3 separate regions of the Mus musculus genome follow, and regions 1 and 2 are each linked to region 3. The links are chromatin contacts, called in public Hi-C and HiChIP or PLAC-seq maps. All regions are on one chromosome and are shown on one strand. The core of a region is the stretch at or near the end of the contact, and the rest is flanking DNA. Distances in the headings are between cores, read along the strand shown.

Region 1 (3,758 bases), core at 475-2,974, 90 kb after region 3:
GGCAGGGAAGGTCAGTTGCAGCATATTAGAGAACCATGTCCTCTCCTTCAAAGAACATCCAAAACTACGGAAGGGAAGCAATGATAACACTCAAGTGGGCTAATATCCACCAAGATGCTTGTGATGAACGCATTCCCAAACGAGCCCCCAAAGCTCCTCCTTTACTACAAACGTGCCTTTGGTTCCCCTAAGTCTTATTACATCTTCTTTCCAAGTATCTCATCTAGCCAGCCACTGCTTCTTGAGGTCTTCTTCCTATGCATAATATGACATTCGGACTTAAAACAGAATCCAGATGCCTAGCAGATCTTACCCTTTTAATCCCCAAATTAAAACTACTTCAAGTATAACTATCAGATTTACGAAATTCCTCCTTTTAGAAATACTTGCAGTGAACTTCTACTTATTACAATGGAGAGATCCTGGTAGGATTTTTCCTGATAAAGCTACAAAGTTGCTTCATGTGGACCATGTAGGTGTTCAGGCTTGGCCGAAAAGGGTGGCAGAGATGGGGGTGTGGCAGGAGTGGGATAATTGATGACTGACTCAATGTTCACTCATCTCTTGGGTCTCCAGATGAATACGGACATCAGCACTCTCCCCTGTTTTTCCTGAAATCTTCATTTTGGCTACAAACACGAAAGCCTGCTCATGTGATTCTTGAAGATGGAATAGACCCCGTTCCTTCATCAGGTGACTCGTTTGAACCGGTGTCCCCAGAATTCCACGGGAAAGAATCCATCAGGTAACAAGGATGAGAACAGAGACACCGCTAAGACAGAGGAAGTTCAAATTTTAGCATTGAAAGCAAGCAAAGCACTCGTTAGGGCCTCTAGATAGTCAGGGGTGTCTCCGCCCAGCGATCTACACTAACTTGCACTGGAAGGATAAAGAAAAACTCATTCAAGAGATCCTTTCTGTCTCTGTCTGTCTGTCTGTCTGTCTGTCTCCCTTCCTCCTTCCCTCCCTTCCTCTCTCACTTCCTCCCTCTTTCCCTCCCTCCCTCTTTCCCTCCCTCCCTCTTTCCCTCCCTCCCTCCTTCTCTCCCTCCTCTCAAAACTGGAACTCAAACCTCCGGCTTTGCACATGCTAGACACCACTATATCACTGAGATACATCCTCCACCCATTTTTAACTTTTTAATTCTTGAGACAGGGCTTCACTAAGTTGTCCTTGATTTTACTCTGTAGCCCAGGCAGGCTTTCAGCTTGCAACCCGACAGCTTCCACGTCCAAGATAGCTGGGGTAAGAGGTTTGCCCCATCAGCTTCAGGTCTAGTTACCACACACACACACACACACACACACACACACACTCACGTGCACACAAAGTAGGGAGGAAGGAAAAGGAGAAGCTGTAGAGACAGACACAAGAGGCACACAGGAAGCTGTGTCCCTCAGAGTGTGGCAGCACATTGTCTACTTCCCAATAAGAAAACAGGAGCAAGTCCTCAGGTTGCCAATGTCACCTCCCCCCGCCCCCCCCAGTGACATCTCCCACCAGCCCTTTGATGTCTCATCCCTTGACCCTCTGAGCTCCCAAAGCCCACTGCATTCTGTTCTCACCAGTGCCCTATGCTGCTATTTGTCCTGGAACCTAAGGAAGCCAAGAAAAACAACTTCCCCACAAAATTCGTTTCTTTATTTTCTTTTCTTGTGTATCTCTTCAGCACCACTTGCCAAGTGTGAGGACCTTGAACTGGCCCCATAGCGTGCTCAAAATAGAAACAGGGAAACAATTTGTTCAATGTGAATGAACTCTGTTTGATTGATAGTAGATGGGAAGATAAGAAATATAAATCTGATTCAGATTTGCGAACTCCACTCCCTGTGGATAATAAAGCGAAGTGCAATTCCAGATCTAGAGTATCACTCAGTGTGTAAACTTCACCCTGGCCATAATCACCATGGTCTCACCAGCATCTTCTATGCTTGTTGAATATTTACTGTGAACCAAGCACTTGCCACAGAACGAAAGCTCCATTTCCCAGCCCCAACACAGCCGAAGGCGCTCTGAAATGTCAGCTGGGGGAAAACCAAAGCTTACCTGAGCAAGCGGAAGGTAAGCGGTACAAATGGGATGAGCTCAGGTGGGCATGAGAGCGAAACTCGTGTCTCCGGTTCATGATCCATTGCTTCTCCACCTTACTCTACCTCTAAACACGTCTTTGGAGCTCTTCAGCCAAGATAACTACATACATCTCCAGCCTTGTGCAGGAGTGCCTGGTGGTTCTTTCATTGATGTACGCCCATGTCATCTCTCCTTCTAGGTTCTTGCTTTGCACTACAGAGATGATCTTGTTCTTATACACTAATGTCACCTCCCATCCCAATACATGCCACGTAGCTATCTGCAGTGAAACATAAGCACAGAGTTTACTACTCCCCTGGAGATGCTAATGGCCTAGAGATTGTGCCACATAGCCAAAGATGCCTAAGAGTGATGTGCCAACTCTTTCTGAACCCTGAAAATAAGATCCATCCATCTCATGAACCAAACCAGAAGGCCCAACTGAAGAACCGGTTGCCTAACCATGCTTTTTCTCTTTTGCAGAATCAGAAATATTTCAAAAGAATACAAAGGAAAGCCCAATAAAATAGAAGCCTTAAAAGGTAAACAACAACAGCAATAATAATATAGTGATAGACTTTTAAATTTAAACATAATTTATTTTACTTTTGATGAGTGGTTCTTGGTGATGTTTTAAATTTAAAATGTTATTTAATTTACATGATAAACTTTATCTTTCAGTACTTTAGTTCTATTTTATAAAACTTCTATAAAAGTTAGAATAAATGTGCTGAAATACAATGTATTTAAAACCTATACTGTGTGATACTGTGTTAGCCTAAGTAGATTTGGAGTCTTGCATCTACAAGGTCAAAGTTTTCTCTTGTACTTCAAAGTACTATGTGTTTTCTTTTTAAAATAAATAAATACTTGAAATTTTAAAAGAGTGCTTATCTTAAAGGACTAATGGCCATGTAGTATTTTATTATTAATTTATTCTTCCATTTGATATTAATAAATATTTTGCATATACAGGGCAACATCAAGGAACCTATGGCTGTAACACTTTTCAGTTATTTTAAATACCAAATTGCATTTTCACAAAGAATATTTTGAAAAAACTATTTATTCAAGGAGGTAAAATAATCTAATTGGCTCCATAGTGGAATTGTGTCATTTTTAGTTATTTTCTTGCTCCTACCTCCTTTTTTTATATCATCCATCTGTCCTTCTGTTTTCCCTTCCAGACCTGACGTTGGACATATATGAAGGCCAAATCACAGCAGTACTTGGTCACAGTGGAGCTGGGAAATCAACACTGTTAAATATTCTTAGCGGATTATCTGTTCCTACTAAAGGTAAGGATTCAGGTTGGTAAATAAATCAGCCACCAATATAGAATCCTTCTACTTATTAACAAACACAAATACCAATGGAAATGAAGCTCATTTATAGTACTATTCTATAAAAGTATGTACAATTGTTATGTATGAAGGTTCTGTATTTTGTGATAATCACTTTCTTGGTCCTTAATTACCAATGTGGCATGCCACACGTGTTAGCTTCTGTTACATGACAAACACTCTCAAACTTAACGGCGTAAATTGAAATGTTTTTTTTTATCATTTCTGAGGTTTCTGTGGTTGCTTCGTGCAAAACTGAGTTGGGCTAGATGGTTTAACATGGCCTTACCCACATGTTTAAGAGTTCTGCTAGGACAGCCTTCGTTCCCAAAGGGGCTTTCCACA
Region 2 (3,859 bases), core at 459-2,958, 64 kb after region 3:
GGGGACTGGAGAGGTGGCTCAGGGATAAAGAGCACAGTTGCTCTTGCAGAGGACCCAGATTCAGTTCCCATACGGTAATCTGCAATCTGTAACTCCAGTTCCAAGGGATTTGACTCAATTCTTAACCCCACGGACACAAGGTATGCACTTGATGTATGCGCATGCACAGACGTACAACCAAAACACCCAAACACATAAGATAAAATAAATAAACCTTTTTAAAATAAAAATTACGGTGATACATAGAGAAACCCTGTCTCTAAAACAAACAAACAACAACAAAAAAAAACAGTATAATGAATTTGTTTTTTAATTGTGTGAGAATTTCATACATGTATTACATTTACATAATTTCCCCTCTAATTTTTCCTGTGTGTCTACTCAATTCCCTCTCAAATTCATGGCATCTTAATTTCTATTGTACACACACATACACACACATACACACACACACACCCCTAATGTCTTTTAACATTGTTCATATGTACCCGTCTTTAGGGCTGACCACTTGGGATTGGATGAACTACAAGACTTTTTTCTGGAGAGCACTGGTTCTCCGTTCCTCACCAGTCATTGGTTGCCTATATCTCTTTATCTAGGAGTAGACCCTAGAAATTTTACCTCTTCCTGTTGGCATGTCAGCTGTGGTTGTCATTATGTAAGTTTCCTTTAGGCAGATATATTGTTGCAACCTCCCGGGAGCAGCAATCCTGTCTAGAAGATATTGTCCAGCAGCCATATAGCCTAGTCCTCTGATTCACATCCCTTCTTCCAGGATGTTCCCTGAACTTATATTATGGGTGTACATAATGTGTTGGGTCTGGGTACCTCTTGGCGACCAGTTATGGATCCTTGTAGTAGCCTCAGTTAGATGCAAAAGGAAGCTTCTTGAAGAAGCATGAGAACTACATTCAACTGTAGGCATAAGAAGTATTTAAAATGCAGTTAGAAATTATATTGCTTAAGAAAAATAGCAGTGGTACATTCTCCTCTAGGGTCTATGACCGCTACATCCACAGAGAGTTGACTAGGTTTAGAATATCAAACACAATTTCCTTCTGATTGAGAAGGCTTGGTGTTCAATTATATAGCTGTTGGATACCCCCAAGGTAAATAATGCCACAGTTACACCAGTCAGAAAAATAATAGCATGGTACACAGTAATATATAATTAAAATAATATATAATAAAATAGCATATTCATAATCCATGATTAGTGTTTATTAAGCAAATGGCAATCAAGCTGCAAAAATAACAGAAATATGGACAGCACTTGATGAAGACCCTTGATGTCTATCTCTTTCCTCCAGGAGCAGAAGGGACATACAAGATAATTGTCTCCAGTATCTAGAATGAAGACCCTAAAACCTACTCCATAAATCAACAGTCAAGACTAAAGCTCAGCGGGAACTGGAAAAAAATCACCAGAGAACTAAATGAAAGCAAAACTGAGAAATAAGAATGAAAATCCTGAGTGAAGAAGTCAGAAGCCCAGGGCTGTGGGTGGAGAGAAAGCTTTCCTCCGATAACACAGCTCTCTGATTTACCACCTTCCAGTTTAAAAGCAACGCATTAAATGTTGCTCTCCAGCTTAGGCATCCTGCAAGCTTGGGAATATTGAATTTCCTCCGTTATACAGCCACATGGCCAGGTGACCAAATATAACTGGCACCGCCCTGCGGGGGCTGGCTGCACAGCGGTAAAAGAGGAGCAGCCATGCGCGGTCACGTGTCCGTGGTGTTTGGCAAGACCAACCCAGAGCTGAGATCATAAACTCCCGCTGAGAGCAGCTTTCACCAGTCGCGTTCACGGACAGCAAACAGTTAAACTCTAGAAAGGTGCTGGAGAATAGGGGGAGGGGAAGGTGTCTCACTTTATTATTCTAAACAGAGCCCGTGATTAAATGGTGCGGCTGGAGTCCCTGCTTGGCATTTCCCGAAAGTAAGTTTCTGAGATTTTGTTTTCCTTATCAGGTTTATTTGTTTGGGCATCGGGATTATTATTGTTGTTGTTATAATAAAAAAATGAACCGTTTTATGAGCTGAATGCTAACCATCTGTGTCAAAGTTGGTTTTTTAAAAATCAGTGGGCTATTCTGAAATGTTTTGGTGTCTGGTGTGTAATATTAAATAGAGCAAGGTATTCAATTAAAATATATACCTTTATATCATGATGTTCTGCTGAGCCATAAAATGAGTGTGCGAATGAGCTGAAATTGGCCAACAGACTGACTGTCAAGCTGAGACACTTCAGGATTGAGTGGGAAGCTTGTACTGCCTCTGGAGTTATTTGCTTTGATGATGTAATTTGGCAATCTGGGGTTAACTTTTCTGAGACTGCTTCCGGAGAGGGTTCACAGAACACTTGATGAATAGCAAGCTGTGACTGTTCTTGGATCTCTGGCTGTTCTGACACCGTGGGGGAAATGAGAATGTGAAATGTGCAGGGCTCTCCTGTCTCACAGCCTAACTTTGAATGTTCATCCTTCAGCACAGAAGTGTCAGCCTCCCAGGGCAACAGGGGAGGAGAAACACTTAGTCTCTCGCCCTCTGTCTCTGTCTGTCTCTGTCTCTGTCTCTGTCTCTGTCTCTGTCTCTGTCTCTGTCTCTGTCTGTCTGTCTGTCTGTCTGTCTCTCCCTCCCTTCCCCTTTCTCCTCCTCCCCCCCCCCCCCCCACTTAAACATTTTGGATATTATTTATGCCACAGATAAGGAGGGTTCATGTCTTCAGTATTTTTACAAATCGCAGAACACACACACCAGGAGTGGACAGACAAGGAGGCGATTTTAATTTACAAATAAAATCAGAGAAGTTGCAGACAAGAGTGCAGTTGCCTGCAGGGCTGTGCCTGATTCTGTATTGAGATCTCTACTCAGACAACTCTGCCACCCCAACAGACTACACAGTCCCCTCAGAAGTTGTTCCCTCTGGATTATCCGGACTGAGAACAACTCATGAGGCACCTTAGCGGCCCCTCAGTGGGCACTCCAACCTGATGCAGCTCCACTCTTGGCATCCATTCCTTCCTTCTCTCTTTCCATGAGTTGTCTCCTTTCTTTTCTTGCCTGTCTGCCTTGCCTGGGACCTCCTTTAACAGCCCTATGCAGGTTCCTCCTGTGGCAATAGCCCCTGAGCCTGCTTCAGCCATTGTGTCTCCCATTAGACTGGCCAGGACTTATCACCTGAGCTTCGACTCTAGAGAATCCACGAGAGTGAGCTCTCTGTGTGTGGTAAACATGAGGAGCACTTCTGGTAAGGACCCACCAGCTTGTTGCTGTGGATCATCGTGTGGGGTTCATCCCTAGCACTCGCTTCAGTTCTTAGGACTTAGAACCAATTTTATGGTATTCACCATGGAGCTACTGACTTTGTGGTCAAAAGCCCGGGCCATTCACGCCCCTGGCTTCCCAGAAATCTGATAAGCATGGGATTCTGGGGAGCCTTCCCTTTCATGATTCAGCTTAGGTATCCAGTGTCCTCCCTCAGGAAAAAAAAAATGCTTTTGAAGAGCATTTACATCCCTTAGTTTGCAGAAGAGGTTTCACCAGAGCATGTTTGCATAGTATTGATTGTTGAAGTTGTAGCAGGAGGTGGTGTTATTATGCACTAAAACATCTTCTGCAGGAAATTTTACATTCCCATTTAATTATTTATATATATATATATATATATATATATATATATATATATATATGCAAATCCCCTTATCAAATCACCCACTGATATTTACACACAAACACACCTGCCCACCCCCTCTCCTATAGATGATCTTCCCTCTCTTCCTTCGGTGTTGAATTAGCTAAAGCTGTGGTTTGCTGCACACCTGTGGGAAAGTTTGTTCTGTTCTGCTAAGTAGTCT
Region 3 (3,834 bases), core at 551-3,050:
CAGACTAATGCTTATCCAAGAAGTCCACAGTATATCCTTTTATCTATGGACATGTGTTTGATTTTCCATTACAAATCTGGGGTTACAAGTTCAGTCACAATTAGAAAGCACAAATAGAACAGATTTTATTTTTATTATTAGCCCTATCACTCCAATTCAAAGATTCTGAAGAATGTTTCTGTCAAAGCAAACACATTTATTATATAACAACAGCCTGATTTTAGGCTGGCAGTATTTACAGTTTTAAAGCACCTCAAACAAGCAGAAAATACCTAAACTGGTCTTTTTTATGAATAGCAAATACTAATACCTATCTCCCTTTACAATATTATTTCATCATCTATGTTATAAGACAGAAAATGTTTATTTTGGTCAATCTTCCTAATTTAGTGGGGTCTAGTCTTTCAGGGGTGTTCCTTGTATGATTCCCTATCTCTAAACTAAAATTTCAGAGAGATCTAAGCATATTATAAAAGGGAGCCTAGACTCTGTTGCTAATTATCCTAGTCAGTAAGGGTTTACCTTTTACCAATTATACTGTTTGAGCTTGCTTAAGGGCAGATACCCGAAGAGGATTCCTGGGCTTGTGGTCTCCTTTACAACTTCCTAGCTTTTGTTTATCCTAGCTTATTGCAATCTCTAGGGCACAAGGAAGTTTTCCAAATAGAGGCCAGATAAAGCAGAGGTGAGTTTAGGACTTTCCTTAAAAAAGACTCAGAAATCATTTTCTCAGGAAAAGACATACAATGAGTCATAATGCAGAGTTTCCACAAATGTAACACACAGAGACAAGAACCCAGAAGTGAGAGACAGAAGGACAGCCATCACAGCATTCAGCCCAGCTTTGCTGGAACTGTGTCAAACAGCTGTGCTGACTTCACAACGTTTGCGTTTCCCAGTGGCTGTGGCCGTGCCACCCATGCTTGGAAGGAAATAAGGATGAGGTTTCCGCATTAGTGCTGAAGTGCTGGGATCCAAGTTTTAAACTTTTCAAATGGGAATCAAAGGAAAGGAAAACACAAAAATAAGTAATGGCTTATGTCAGTGAGGCTTAAGAAACTGTTACTATGTCCAATTTTCTGATGAACCGCCAGACTGACTTCCAGAGTGGTTGTACAAGCTTGCAATCCCACCAGCAATGGAGGCGTGTTCCTCTTTCTCCACATCCTCACCAGCATCTGCTGTCACCTGAATTTTTGATCTTAGCCATTCTGACTGGTGTGAGATGGAATCTCAGGGCTGTTTTGATTTGCATTTCCCTGATGATTAAGGATGTTGAACATTTTTTCAAGTGCTTCTCAGCCATTCAGTATTCCTCAGGTGAGAATTCTTTGTTTAGCTCTGTACTCCATTTTTTAATGGGCTTATTTGGATTTCTGGAGTTCAGCTTCTTGAGCTCTTTGTATATATTGGATATTAGTCCCCTATCAGATTTAGGATTGGTAAAAAAAATCCTTTCCCAATCTGTTGGTGGCCTTTTTGTCTTATTGACAGTGTCTTTTGCCTTACAGAAGCTTTGCAATTTTATGAGGTCCCATTTGTCAGTTCTTGATCTTACAGCACAAGCCATGGAAGGGGGAGGGTATAGGGAATTTTTGGGATAGTATTTGAAATGTAAATAAAGAAAATACCTAATTAAAAAAAAAAAGAAAAAGAAACTGTTACCATGAGCAAAACTAGAGACAATGGTTAGGAGAGCAGAGAGCAAAGAGCAAAGAGCAACTCGTGAGTCTGGGGAGTGGTGCACTGTGCAGCAGAGAGGGAACAGTAGGATAAACACAGAGAAAACAAGGCTAGAGCTCAACTTGCCATGTAAGGACATTGCACAAGCTGTCCCATGATCAGAGGGCATCAAGCGAAGTGTGCTGATGGGGAATCCTTGGTTTTTGCTCCCACTTTAAAGACAAGGAATAATTTAAGAACCAAGACAAAGGACCACACATATGAATGTCTGTCTCTAATAATGCCTTGCTTGTAGTATATCCATGCCTTTGAAAGAATGCTCTGAAGACTGGACAATGGCTAGAGCTCTACGCTGTCAATTATTTTTTCTGTTTAGGATTCTGGTTTTGGGGATTGGACTTCTGCATATTTTGTCAGCAAATATTTACAGGATGGTCCGTCAAAGTGACTACTGTTGGGAGCTTGCCCCTCATATGTACTTCCTCACACCAGGCCAGCAACCACAGCCGCCCCTCACGAACTTACTGATCGTCAACAAAACAGGTAAACATGTTGCTAAACATGTGGTTTATGAATATTGTCACTGCTCAGAACATTGCTTAGGAAAGACACACATGACAGAAAGACGAATGTGCTTACATCCAGTTTAGGAAGCTCTATCTTAATTGAAACAACGAAGCCAAAAATATATGATAAAGGAGATATGTTTTATATCAGCACACATTAAAAAATTAAGGGTTATATAGAAATGTTGTGAAAATTGAATGTCACAATGATTATAAAGAGAGACTTGATAGTTGGGAAGAGGAGCACGTTGGTAGGCATACCTTTTAAATTTAAAAACATTTAAATTACATGATTACTATTGCTCCCATCAGTTCAACGGAATACGTTGTTTGATTCTAACAAGTTTTAGTCTAAAAGTCACAAGGTGTTAACAAAAGTTGTTTTTAATTATCAGAATTATTTTTAACTAGAAGAGATCATGAGCACATGAGAATTATTATCTTTATCAAACCATATTTAGATAGTCTATAAAAGAACAATTGAAGACTCAGCAAGAATTTTAATGGGTCAAGCACTTGGGGTGCAAGCATTGAGGACAGAGTTCAGATCCCCAGAGCCCACATAAAGATTTGTTGGTATGACCGACTTCTCTTCATGCAGCATCATATCTGTAAGCTAAAGTAAACACATACCCGCCCCGACATGTGCAAGTTGCTTTTGGTCCTGGTGTTTTATCATAGCAGTACAAAAATAGCTAAGATCCCATGATTCATTGGATGCCCCCATACCAGTTCTCATATGGGCAGCACTAACTGTACTCAATGGATTATAAAGAAACAAAGTCCAGAACTGGGGAAGGTGTCAAGGTAGGAGGTGTGGCTGATAGAAGTTAGGAGAAGCAGTGGTGAGTGGAAATATGACCAAGGCAGATTCTATGCATATTTGAAATTCTTAAATAACTAATAAAAATGCGGGCTTAAAAAAAGCTTAGTGAATATGGAGACCTATGTGTAATCCTAGAAATGGGTACTCAGAGCAGCTGGCCAAATAGACTGAGTTGGTGAGCTCTAGCCTAAGGGAAAAACCCTGGTTCAATATGTACAGTGAAGAGTGATGACAGAGATCTTTGGCCTCCACATGCTTGTGTATGCATGTGCTCTTGCACGAATAATAGCATGCGCACATGCACATAAATAAAAAAGGGAACAAAAGGTATTTGTTCAGAAAAGAAATATATGGAGAATTAAAATCCATACTATTGCATGCTGTAACAATCAAATGACTGTGAAGAGTCATTTTGATACATAATTTTGTAGTGTTCTTTTGGATTTATAGTGCCTTTTACATTTTACTACTAGGAGCAAAAATCGATGACTTTATACATTCACTGGAACAACAGAACATAGCTTTGGAAGTTGATGCCTTTGGGACTAGAAATGGCACCGAGGACAGTCAGTATAATGGAGCTATCATCCTATCAGGTGACGAGAAGGTACGTGCATCCCCAGGGCACAGAGCTATGGCTATTATAGGGCAATCTGATGAAAAATGGCATCTGAGATATTGTATACAAATAACATATCTGTGTATATATTTTGTATTTGAGGAGAGAATTTGGGCTAAAATTATTCCATTTAAACTTTA

The links. Hi-C and Micro-C count contacts between places; a contact is called where the count stands out from the background. HiChIP or PLAC-seq counts read pairs in DNA pulled down with a chosen protein or histone mark.
Region 1: an H3K27ac HiChIP or PLAC-seq map of hepatocytes shows a contact between it and region 3, with 3 times the contacts expected there. The contact joins two enhancer-like sites. A contact is called at or near these places in 6 of 484 Hi-C or Micro-C datasets (Th1 cells, embryonic stem cells, liver and 1 more), 2 of 115 datasets of contacts at active chromatin or transcription factors (extraembryonic endoderm stem cells and hepatocytes) and 4 of 9 other capture datasets (adipose tissue, embryonic stem cells, liver and 1 more).
Region 2: a contact with region 3 is called in a Hi-C map of liver, with 4 times the contacts expected there. The contact joins the promoter of Abca8b here to the enhancer-like site in region 3. A contact is called at or near these places in 2 of 39 promoter capture datasets (liver and macrophages), 2 of 484 Hi-C or Micro-C datasets (liver and muscle stem cells), 4 of 115 datasets of contacts at active chromatin or transcription factors (bone marrow-derived macrophages, extraembryonic endoderm stem cells, hepatocytes and 1 more) and 2 of 9 other capture datasets (adipose tissue and pancreatic islet).

Annotation. Positions count from the first base shown.
Region 1 is chr11:109,968,672-109,972,429 of GRCm38.p6, reverse strand. It overlaps Abca8b (ATP-binding cassette, sub-family A (ABC1), member 8b), which reads left to right. Exons shown (of 39, transcript NM_013851.3): 10 at 577-745; 11 at 2,554-2,612; 12 at 3,258-3,368. Among named protein-coding and RNA genes, the nearest start is that of Abca8b, 25 kb to the left of the region's middle. Within about 2 kb of position 1,724, at least 1 of the 459 cell types and tissues checked has an H3K27ac peak or open chromatin away from gene starts, as enhancers often do. A contact at or near this core is called in hepatocytes, where this site is marked.
Region 2 is chr11:109,993,694-109,997,552 of GRCm38.p6, reverse strand. Abca8b (ATP-binding cassette, sub-family A (ABC1), member 8b) reads left to right here and starts at 1,708. Exons shown (of 39, transcript NM_013851.3): 1 at 1,708-1,941.
Region 3 is chr11:110,058,272-110,062,105 of GRCm38.p6, reverse strand. Abca8a (ATP-binding cassette, sub-family A (ABC1), member 8a) reads left to right here. Exons shown (of 39, transcript NM_153145.4): 20 at 2,060-2,226; 21 at 3,549-3,682. Among named protein-coding and RNA genes, the nearest start is that of Abca8a, 36 kb to the left of the region's middle. Within about 2 kb of position 1,800, at least 10 of the 459 cell types and tissues checked have an H3K27ac peak or open chromatin away from gene starts, as enhancers often do. A contact at or near this core is called in hepatocytes, liver and muscle stem cells, where this site is marked.